2 separate regions of the Macaca mulatta genome follow, and region 1 is linked to region 2. The links are chromatin contacts, called in public Hi-C maps. All regions are on one chromosome and are shown on one strand. The core of a region is the stretch at or near the end of the contact, and the rest is flanking DNA. Distances in the headings are between cores, read along the strand shown.

The links. Hi-C and Micro-C count contacts between places; a contact is called where the count stands out from the background.
Region 1: a contact with region 2 is called in a Hi-C map of fetal cortex germinal zone, with 1.9 times the contacts expected there. The contact joins the promoter of JMJD7 here to the promoter of MAPKBP1 in region 2. A contact is called at or near these places in 6 of 14 Hi-C or Micro-C datasets (CD4 T cells, blood, fetal cortex germinal zone and 3 more).

Annotation. Positions count from the first base shown.
Region 1 is chr7:19,215,351-19,220,594 of T2T-MMU8v2.0, forward strand. JMJD7 (jumonji domain containing 7) reads left to right here and starts at 1,619. Exons shown (of 9, transcript XR_013395522.1): 1 at 1,619-1,692. It overlaps MAPKBP1 (mitogen-activated protein kinase binding protein 1), which reads left to right. Exons shown (of 30, transcript XM_077939151.1): 30 at 1-891.
Region 2 is chr7:19,161,368-19,166,701 of T2T-MMU8v2.0, forward strand. It overlaps MAPKBP1 (mitogen-activated protein kinase binding protein 1), which reads left to right and starts at 1,946. Exons shown (of 30, transcript XM_077939151.1): 1 at 1,946-2,072; 2 at 2,627-2,849.

The sequences.
Region 1 (5,244 bases), core at 369-2,868, 54 kb after region 2:
CTGCACAGCATGCAGTTGGGTGTTGGTTGCTAGAGTATCCGGCTGGCTGCTGTGTGCCTGGTTTGCTCACATCCTGCCTCAGCTTCACCACCCTGGCTTATGTGGAACACATATCAGGGAGCAGAAAAGGGGCACAGCACACTAAGTGAACCCAGATTCTGGATTCTTGGTGTCCACAGTCTGGCTGATAAGAGATGGCCCATAGGACACCTGGTTTAGGTAGAAGGAACCTCCTCAAAGGCAGTGCTGGGCACCCACGGGTGTGCTGGATGCTGTGAGAGGAGGGAGGTGCCAGGGCCAAAGGAGACACTAGAAAAGTGGTAGATGGGACAGATAAGTGGCAGAGGTGAGGGGATAGGTTACAATGTAAAAGGGCAGTAATTAGGTGTGAGGGGAAGGAGATAGGGGAGCATAGGAGGTAGAGTGGGACCAAGTTGTGAGGCTGTTAAAGAGTTGAGGAAAGGTGTCTGTGGGCCTTGCTGCTCCCCTCTGCTCCAGGTAAGTCAGAGCAGCTTTACCACAGCTTCAGGCCACAAGAGCCCCTTCACCCGCGCTGCTGTGCGGTAGGCAGAAGCTTATAAAGAAATGGGTTCTGGACCAGGTGTGATGGCCCAGGCCTGTAATCCCAGCACTTTCGGAGGCCAAGGCCGGCAGATCACGAGGTCAGGTGATAGAGACAGCCTGGCCAACATGGTGAAACCCTGTCTCTACTAAAAATGCAGAACTTAGCTGGGCCTGGTGGCATGCGCCTGTAATCCCAGCTACTTGGGTGGCTGAGGCAGGAGAATCACTTGAATCCTGGAGGTGGAGGTTGCAGTGAGCCGAGATCGCGCCATTGCACTCCAGCCTGGGTGACAAAGAGAGACGCCATCTCAAAAAAAAAAAAAGAAATGGGTTCCGAAGGGTGCCCAGCTCCGAGACATCAGCCTGAGTGCGCTTGAGCTGCTCCAAACCTGGCCATTCCCCATTCCTCTAGCACCGCCACCCGCATGGCCCCGGAACTCCCGCTGCGCGCCGACCTCCCACACCAGCCGTGCCCACCGCAGGTGGGACTCAGGTTCGCCCTCTGGGCCAGGTCCTTCACGAGGAGGGAGCTTCCCTCCGCCTGATGTTTGTGAGAACGTGGCCGCCCTTTTCCTGCCCTCTGCCCCATGTGGGTGAGGGGCGTCGTGGCCTGGCCGGCGCCCCGTCCCCTTCTGCATGTCTGAGGCCACCGGCAACCGCCGCCCAACTCCAGATTCGCCCCCGCCCAGTTTTGAAAGCCCCTTATTTATAACTTTTCTACTTTGTGCAGGTCGCGGCGCTTCCCGCCGCCTGTTCGGCTGCACGGGGCGGGGGGCTGTTTTTAACGTGCCCGTTTGTACTGATGTATGAACTTGTCAATAAACACAATTGTTTGTTAATCCTGGGATGCCGGCCAGTGGGTGGGGCAGGCGGAAGCAGGCGCCGCTGCTCGCTCCACCGCTTCGGTGGCGGAACCGGCTGTGCTACCAGGGCAGGACGGGGCGGGGTGCTGGGGGTGTGGCCTGCGGCGGGGGCCTCGGGAAGGGCGGGGCGAGGGTCTGGGGGGTGTGGCCTGCGGCGGGACGTCGGGTTGAGGCGGGGTCTCGGCCAGCTCAGACGCAGCCATGGCGGAGGCGGCTTTGGACGCCGTGAGGAGGGAGTTACGAGAATTCCCGGCCGCTGCAAGGGGTGAGTGGGCTCTGCCAGAGGCTGCGGCGATCTCCGAACATGGGAGGGGCCCTGGGATGCCGCTGACACCGGGGGCTCGGAACCTCGCGTGTGCGACTGGCCTAAGGCCCCGCTCGGGTTGCTCTTCTGTTACAACCCGCTTCCCTCCCCGAGTGTTCGCGCACTCCCGCGGCTTCCTGGGTGACTGTTCATGTCATTCCCGAGGCCCGGTGCCGTCTTGACCGTGGTCGTGACGAAGCCCTGTGTTTCCCACAGTCTTGAGGAATTTGCTGGTACCCTTGTTGAAAGCGCATCAAAGGCACACAGGTGGTGGCCGGATTTCTCCCCCACGTGCCCCACCTCCGGCCCCAACTCCCCTCTCCCACTTTGGGAGGACTGCAGGCTGACCAAATGGTCCCTGGCTCTTCCCCTGCTGAGTTTTTATTCCTTTTCTTTCTTCCTCTCTTCTCTCCTTTTTTCTATTTTTAAATGATTTCTTCCCACTGAACAGCAACACAGGCACATGTATATGTGATGGGTATGTAATATATAATGGTATGCAATGTAAATGAAGCAAGGTTCCCTCCCAGCCCCAGTTTGCATTCTTCCAGAAAGATTGTTTATATCCGTGCACACATGACTTTTTACACTTTTTTTGTACAAATAGTAGCCTGCTAAACATACTCTTCTGCACCGTGTATCTTGGAGATCATTTCACATTCCTCTACCTCAGTCTTTTTCACTTACTCATTTAGGTCATGTCCAATCTGTTGTTTTCAATAATGCTGCAACGAATGCTTTGAGTATTGATTTAACGAATACTTATTCAGCATCTCTGTGTGCCAGGTTCTGTTCACTGTGTTTGAGATACATCACTGAACAAAACAAATCTCTCTCCTTTACATTCTGTGCCCTGTTACATTCTAAGTGAGAAGGTGGACAGTTAATCACAGGTGTACTGAATGAGTAAGTTGTAGAGTAGAAGTAGGTTAGAAGGCAAGTGCAGGCAAAGCCCTTGGTGGGAGTGTGCCCGATGTGTTCAGGAAACAGTGAAGAAGCCAGTCTGCAGGAGCAGGGTCTTTGTGTGAGTATTTTTATTGGTTAAATTCTTTATATATATATTTTTTGAGACAGGGTCTTACTCTGTCAGCCAAGCTGGAGTGCAGTGGCACAATCATAGCTCGCTGCACCTCGACCTCCCAGGTTCAAGAGATCCTCCTGCTTCAGCGCCTGGGAGTAGCTGAGGCTATAGGCATGCACCACCATGCCTGGCTAATTTTTTTGAATTTTAGTAGAGACCAGGTGGTCTCAAATTCCTAGGCTCAAGCAATCCTTCCACCTCGGAATTCCAAAGTTTCGGAACACCGTGGAACGCATAAGCTGCTGCTCCCAGCCTTGTTAGTTAAATTCTTAGTAGAGTTATGGGGTCAAAGGAATTGTTTGGATCCCTTTTGAAATTTTCTCACTTTGAAGCCCCAGGAGAGAAAAGCAGCCATTCTCTAAAAATGGTGAGCAAGTAAAACAAATCCCTAATTGCAGAAGTCCAAAGGGTGAAAAAATGGCAGTTTCCACGTATTTCCAGAATCCCAGGCTGTGTTCAGTACTCACGCCTGTAATCTTAGCACTTCAGGAGGCCAAAGTGATGTAGCAGGATGAGCCGCAGACAAAACTCCTCAGACACCGGATTAAAGAAAGAGGTTTTTTATTCGGCCGGGAGCATCGGCAGACTCATGTCTTAAGAACCGAGCTCCTTGAAAAAGAAATACTTGGCCTTTTTAAAGGCTTACAACTTTAAGGGGTCCACGTGAAAGGGTCGTGATAAACTGAGCAAGCGTGGGAAACGTGACTGGGGCCGACATGCATCAGCTAACAGAACAGAAAGTTTTACAATGCTTTTTTCATACAGTGTCTGGAATTTACAGATAACACAAGTAGTTTAGGCCAGGGGTTGATGTTATTATTACTTTGTTTAACTCCTAGGGCCGGGTGGTGGTGCCAAGGTTGTCTGGCTATTTATCTTACTTTTGTTTCTTTCTCTCTTTTCTCCTGTCTTGTGAACTAGGCAAGGTGGGGGTAGGAAGGCAGCAGAATAGTAGTGGTCTCCTTCCTTAGTGAGAGGATCTCTTGAGGCCAGGAGTTCAAGACCAGCCTGGGCAACATAGTGAGACACCATCATGTGTGGTGGCATGTGCCTGTAGTCCCACCTGTTCAGGAGGCTGAGGCAAGAGGATTGCTTGAGTCTGGTAGTTCTGATGACAGTGGCGGCAGTCGAGTGGATGCTGTCATCATGCTGGCTGCAGTGGGGAGGCACGAGTCGGGCAGCAGAAGCGGCTCTGGGAGTGGCAGTGGTAGTAGTGAGTCCCCTGTTCCCTGCATCCCTGAGGCAGCCGACTGCACCACCCCCACCCTCACACAGCTGGGCGGGACCTGCTCTTAAGCCCAGACCCTCTGCTGCAGCCTCAACCTCGCTCCCCGCCATATCCCAGAAGCCCACGAGCACCCTGCCAAAGGTGCAGCCGGGACTTGTAGGGCCAGCCCCAGGACCATCAGGCTTATTTGTGTGGGGTGGTCGGGGCTGCCGTGCCATCTGCACCTTGCCCGCTGCCACTGTGGGGAAAATGCAAAGAGGAGGTGCAGCTGGGCCGCATGCTCCACAGAGCTGGCAGGAACTGGAGACAAGTGGGAGCCCCACCCCTTCCAAGTGGTGGAGTGGGAGCTCCCTAGGCACAATTGCAAGCACCCAAGCCAGGGCTGCAACTCAGGTACCCTGTGCTCTTGGGAGCCAGGAGCAGGCAGAAGCCCCACCCTCCTGGCTGCAGCTGCAGCTGTGGGGCCAGGCACCTCTGCACTCTCGGGGGCCCAGGAAGGCCCCTTTCTGCTGCCACAGGCTCGGAAGTGCCTGATCCTGCTGTCTGGCTTTCCCCACTGTCAGCGCCTGATCTGATCATGGAGCAAAGTTGAGGCTGAACCTGGGTGCTGCTGCGGCTTGGCTGGGTGTGTGAATGCTCTGGGCAGTGCTGACACACCAGCCCCCTGCCACCTTGGCCCCCTCCGGCCTTTGGGTGCCAACGAGCATGGGAGGGAAGCCAAGAGGGGCTGAGGGCAGCTCAGTGCTGGCCTGCAGGCACCCCTTGGCACAAACAGCCTGGGTGCCATGAATGGTGGCAAGAGGCAGATGGGTCCCGGGTGAAGCCTGACCTTCAAGCCAGGGAAGGCCTGAAGCCTGGGGGCTGGGCTGCGGGTCCCATGGATTGGAATGGGAAATTTTGATGCTTTTTCTGGCCCACCCATGGCTGCCCATGGACCAATAGGCATGTACTTCCTCCCCTCTGAGGGCCATAAAAAGCCCCTGACTCAGCCAGACCAGAAGAGACAATGGGACGACCAGCTGCAGGAAGGAGCTGCCCTCTCTGCTGAGAGCTGGAGAGACTCGGCAACCTGCCCACAGACAGGAGCCACTCTAGCCAGGGAAGCAAGCAGGCCAGCCAGCTCTTTCTTTTCCAGTACTCCTGGGCCCAGTGGGGTCTTCTCACTCAGTTACAATTTTTGATCTAAGAACGTTCACTTTCCAAC
Region 2 (5,334 bases), core at 696-3,195:
AATGGCTTGAACCCGGGAGTCGGAGATTGCAGTGAGCTGAGATCACCACTGCACTCCAGCCTGGCGACAGAGTGAGGCTCTGTTTAAAAAAAAAAAAAAAAAAAGTGTGGCTTTGGCCTAAGACAGAAAGTACCCAGGTTTCAGACTTAAGAAATCCTCATTACACTGCTTTCAGTTGTTTTTCATGAAAGAAATGACCAATGATACTTCGTAAACCATTTACCTGGCCATGAGTGATTAGGTGAGAAAACCGTTAGTGGACACCAGAATGATCTGGAGAGGATTAGGGATGGCTCTTTGGGCACATTTTTACTCTAGTTTAATGCGTGGAGATGGCAGCTGCTGTGGTCTGCAGCATGCAAGTAAAGACACCAGGTGGCACCATTTATTAGCTTTTACTCCCATGGAGAGGTTGCATCATGTAACTAGCAAGAGGTTGAGGGAACCAACTATCTCTTGCATATTGTAGCTAATGGTTCTTGCCTTCCTCCAGACTTGGGAAATAAATGTGAAAATCGTATTTTATGTTTCATAATATTTGCAGTTGCATGGTTGAAGGGAAGAAGGGCACATGTTATTGCCAGTTGGCCTTCCAGGAGATGACATCCATCATCTCCATGTCAACTTGTGGGCTTTACAAATCTCATTTTTAGTATGTGGCTACAGTATACACAAGCACATATGTGCTTTGCCACTTGGCTGTACAAGGCTCACCATTGTACACAAGCAATGAGTTTAGGGGTTCTTCCCTCTTTATCACATGTCTTCTCCACAGGGCTGCAAAAGATCTGGGTAGGGTGAGACAGACAGACCAGTGTAGTATTCCCTTGGGTCCCTTGTCTTTGGCTTAGGCTTTTTCATAAGGTATAATAATTTCTTAGAGGTTCTTCCCTCTTGCAGACACATGTCATCTCCACAGGGATTCAAAAGATCTGGATAGGGTGAGACGGACACACCAGTGTACTATTCCCTTGGGGCCCAAGTCTCTGGGTTAGGCTTTTTCATAATTTCTTATGGTAGTAAGTGGAGAATACAGAGGAAATACATATTTCATGTAACATTTCCGTGTATTCCCTCTGCCTCCAACGACATGAGTTAGAAAAACTACCCCTCGATCTAGTATCAGCAAGCTCGACAGTGACCTCAGCAAGGAACAGCCCTAGAGAAAAGGATTCACAAGTAAATGGAACGAGGAAAGATCTGGAGCAACGAAGTGCTGCTGGTCAGCTTTAGCTGAGGAAGCACAATGGGACGTCGGAGGCTAAAGAAACCATGAAACCTGCAGTATTATTAACATAGCACATTCACTTGTCTTCTCTTGCCCCTGCACGCCCAAAGCTCTGTTCGAGGCCACCCTTTCCCCTTTCATAATGACCAATCAGGTTGCCCAGTGCAAAAACACTATTAAATTCTTAGCTATTAAATTGCGTTATTCAGAATAATCCTTTCCACGTTGAGTCTACGTGCCGGACTGGCTGCGAGCAGAAACTACTTCAGGCGCTTTAAATCTCAACACTTGTGGTCGCTGGCAGCAGAGCTCTTAGGCTGTAGCTCAGTCTTGTAATTCTGAGCTACGAGTTTCAGCTACGGTCCCTCGGGCCTATCAAATGGCAACCTTAACACTCTGGAGGCGTGGTTATCGTCTTGGGGCTCTGGGAAGTGCAGTTACATGGGGGACCAGGCCTGATAATACCATAAAAGGCTTGGTTCTCTGAATTCTGAAGCCATGTTCTGTTGACCTTCCTCTAAAAGCGGTACCCGCAATTGTGCGGATTCCGTGGTTCTCTAGTCCCAAGCCGTCTGCTTCCTGGGCCCTTTCGTTGGCTCCGCCCCCGTAAATCTTGCTCGTCCACTCTGGAAGCGCTCTCCTGACTACAGGCCGCGCCCCTCGCATCGGCTCCGCCCACCTGGCGCGCAGCTTGGCCCAGGCGGTAGTTCGCGTTTTGAGCCGATCGTGCCACCATAGCTCCTGCTGCTGCCTCTACCACTGCCGCTACAGCGGCGGAGCTGAAATTGCCGAACGCGATGCCCGAGGGCGCTGTGAGCGGGGTGGCCCTCGCTCGCCGAGGGTGGTGAGGCTGGCCCGAACGGGGGCGCTGACGAGTAGCAGGGGCCTCAGAGGCGGGTGAAAGATAAAGGTCCAAAGCCGCTGTGGAGGGTGGAGAGCGAGCTCTGGAGGATAGGGAGTGGGGGAGGGAGGCTCCCGCGGCAGAACGAGTTGTGGGCTGCGGCGAGCCCCGCCGCGCCGAGTCCCCACCGGCGCTAGCGCAGGTGTCCAGGCCTGCGGAAATCCCTGGTGGTCTCGGCGGCCTCCTCCGTTGGACTCTACAGTTGCCATGGGAGCAGTTGGGCATTAACGGGAACCAGATCGTCCACGAGACCAACTAGGGCCCATCCCATCCATCTCGCCAGTTAAACGCCTCTGGCGGGCGTGGGCCTGGCATTTCTTAGTGGCTTAGGATTTCCCCCCTTTTTCGTGAGCCTTTCCTTCCGACGTTGCAAGAAACTGTGCAGGGCTAGAAGGTGGGGGTGAGGAAAATGGTGAGAGCAATACCCAGAGGTAAAAACTGCAGACTTCGCTAGGCAGAAGGTAAGACACTGTTATACTTGGCTTCTGCCGTCTCAGGTCAGTGAGAGGGCATATTGGGAAGCCCTGTGGAGTGGGAAGACAGTGCCGCTGTTGAGACAAGACCCAGGACTGTGCCGGGGACTGTCCCAAGGGGTTTCTCGTCATAATGGCTGTGGAAGGGTCAACCATTACCAGCCGGATCAAGAATCTGTTGAGATCTCCATCCATCAAACTGCGCAGAAATAAGGCAGGAAACCGACGAGAGGACCTCAGCTCCAAGGTGAGTCCTGTTGGGAGCCACCTCTTTCCAAACCCACCCTCTCCTGCTCCATGTTCCTCGTTAACCTTCCTGTTTCTTGGTAAAGATAACTAGAAGCTCTTGTTTACTCTGAAGGATCACATGTGATCTGTGCAGGCAATTTAGGTTGAAGGAAAAAGCAGCAGGGGTGGGCATGCTGAGATTCATCCATAAGAAGAGGTGAATAGTAGGAAGGCCACCTGGGTTCAATTGAGGCCTCACTATACACTAAGCATGTGCTTGGGAAGCCAGTTGATATGCTATGACTCAGTTTCCCTTCTTGGGAAAGGACAGTAGGAACACATACCTTGTGAAGGGCTAAGGTGTGACTAATGTAGCTGCAGGTGTTAATGTAACAGCTGGGGTTATGTAAGACTGTAGTGGCAGAAAGAAATAGCTAAAACACCTAGTCAGAGTTACTGGCTTGGTAATTGCTCTTGCCTAGGGTCAAAACAAATTTTTTTTGGCCCTTCAAGAGGCTAACTGGAGCATCTTGGCTTCTTAGGAATGATAACATGCAAGAAGCCAGATATCTGTCAGCAAAAAGTTCTGGATGGCCCTTGAGCATTGCTTATCTCATTCACTATATGCCAAGGCTGCAGATGATCCTCAGAGGCAAAGTTCCTTTCCATCCCTTCACTTGTCTGGGTTTTGGTCCTTATGCTTTCTTCAACTAAATAAACCCCACAACTTTGGGAACCCAGAAGTAGACTACATTTGTTTAATCACTTGAGACCAGGGCTTTATTCCCACAGGATCAGATCAGATTTTGTGTCTTATTAGTAGCCTGTAAACACAATAGCCTTGTGAGGTACGAGGTTGTTACTGGGAGAGGCATTTGAGACCACAGCATTGTATTGCTTTGCCTGTATCTCTTCAGTGATGAGTAAATCCCATGAGGAATGATTTAGAATGCCACTGTACAACTGGCAGGGTTCTGGGAGGACTTAGTTCAGCCCTGTATTCATTAGCAGAACCTGGAGTAGGTTTGGTAAGAAGGTGAACAACTTTCCTGTATATTTCAGCAGAAGTTGTGTTGAATCACAGTTTGCTACAAGGTTTTGTGATCGGTGGACATTGTGACCCTTCCAAGGTCTCTTATTCATCATTGTTTCTATTCTCCTGAGGCAGGCAAATAAGCCTGAAATGTAGAAATTGTTTTAGATATGACTCTGTTCATTCTTAATACTGCAAGTGCTCTTATTCTTGGCTGGTAACTTGGCAGTGATCAGCACTGTTAGAACAATCTTCTCAAATCTTTGGCCTCTTTTTCTGGCCAGGAATGGTGTATGTAGTAGAAATGTATAATAAGAGTTTAGCCTTCATTGTTAATTCTTACTGTAATTTTGGTCTGGAATCCAGAAAGTATGTTGCCATTCTTTAAGACTTCCAATATCACCCATTATTAATGCATTTAACAAGTGTTTATTGAGTGCCTATTAAGTGTGCAATCAGTTATGGGTAAAACATTACCCTTGCCATCAAAGAGCTTATGGCTAGTCAGACATGTAAACAATTAAAACACAGTGTGGTTAAGTGCTGCTCTAGAAGTATGTGTACGTTGTTAATGGAAGCACAGGGGAGGCAACCTAACTCAGTTTAGAGGAATTAGGAAAGGCTTCACAGGCTGGTCATGGTGGCTCACCCCTGTAATCTCAGCACTTTGGGGGGCCAAGGCGGGTGGATCACTATGTCAGGAGTTCGAGACCAGCATGGTCAAGATGGTGAAACCTGGTCTCTACTAAAAATACAAAAATTAGCCAGGCGTGGTGGTGCACGCCTGTAATCCCAGCTACTTGGGAGGCTGAGGCAGGAGAATTGCTCGAACCCAGGAGGCCGAGGTTGCAGTGAGCTGAGATCCCGCCAGTACACTCTAGCCTGCATAACAGAGCAAAACTCTATCTCAAAAAAAAAAAAAAAGGAAAGGCTTCATAGAGGAAGGGATGCTTGAACTGTGAGTCCTAAGGCAGGTGGAGAAGAGCTCTCCAGGAAAACAGTGGAAAAGGGGCATCCCTGGCAAGACCATTTACCCATTCCCTGTTTAAAATAGGAATTCAGTGCTTCAGACTGCTTTAGATGGCTTTGTCTGTCCTGAAGCTGTGTATGAAATACTTAGCTGAAGTTGAATGACCCTTGAATGGTCTGGCAGCAAAATGACTGGTGCATATCTTTAGCACCCAAGAGGCGTAGCTGTCTTTGTGTGCCCAGGACCCTAGAGATGCCAGACTCCCCACACTCCTTAGTAAAAGGTCTCTACCTAAGATTATTCTAAAAGCCTGCCTTGTGATTACTCTAGTGTATTAAGCTCTGTGGACCAGGCGTATTAAGCTCTGTGAGTTGCTCTAATATGTGGTGGCTGTGGGTAATCAGGATAAAAGGAAATTTGTGATTCATGGATAGCTAATTCTCAAATAAAATTTGAAGACAAAAAGGCACACGCCCCTTTTGGGGGGCAAAGAAGGAAATG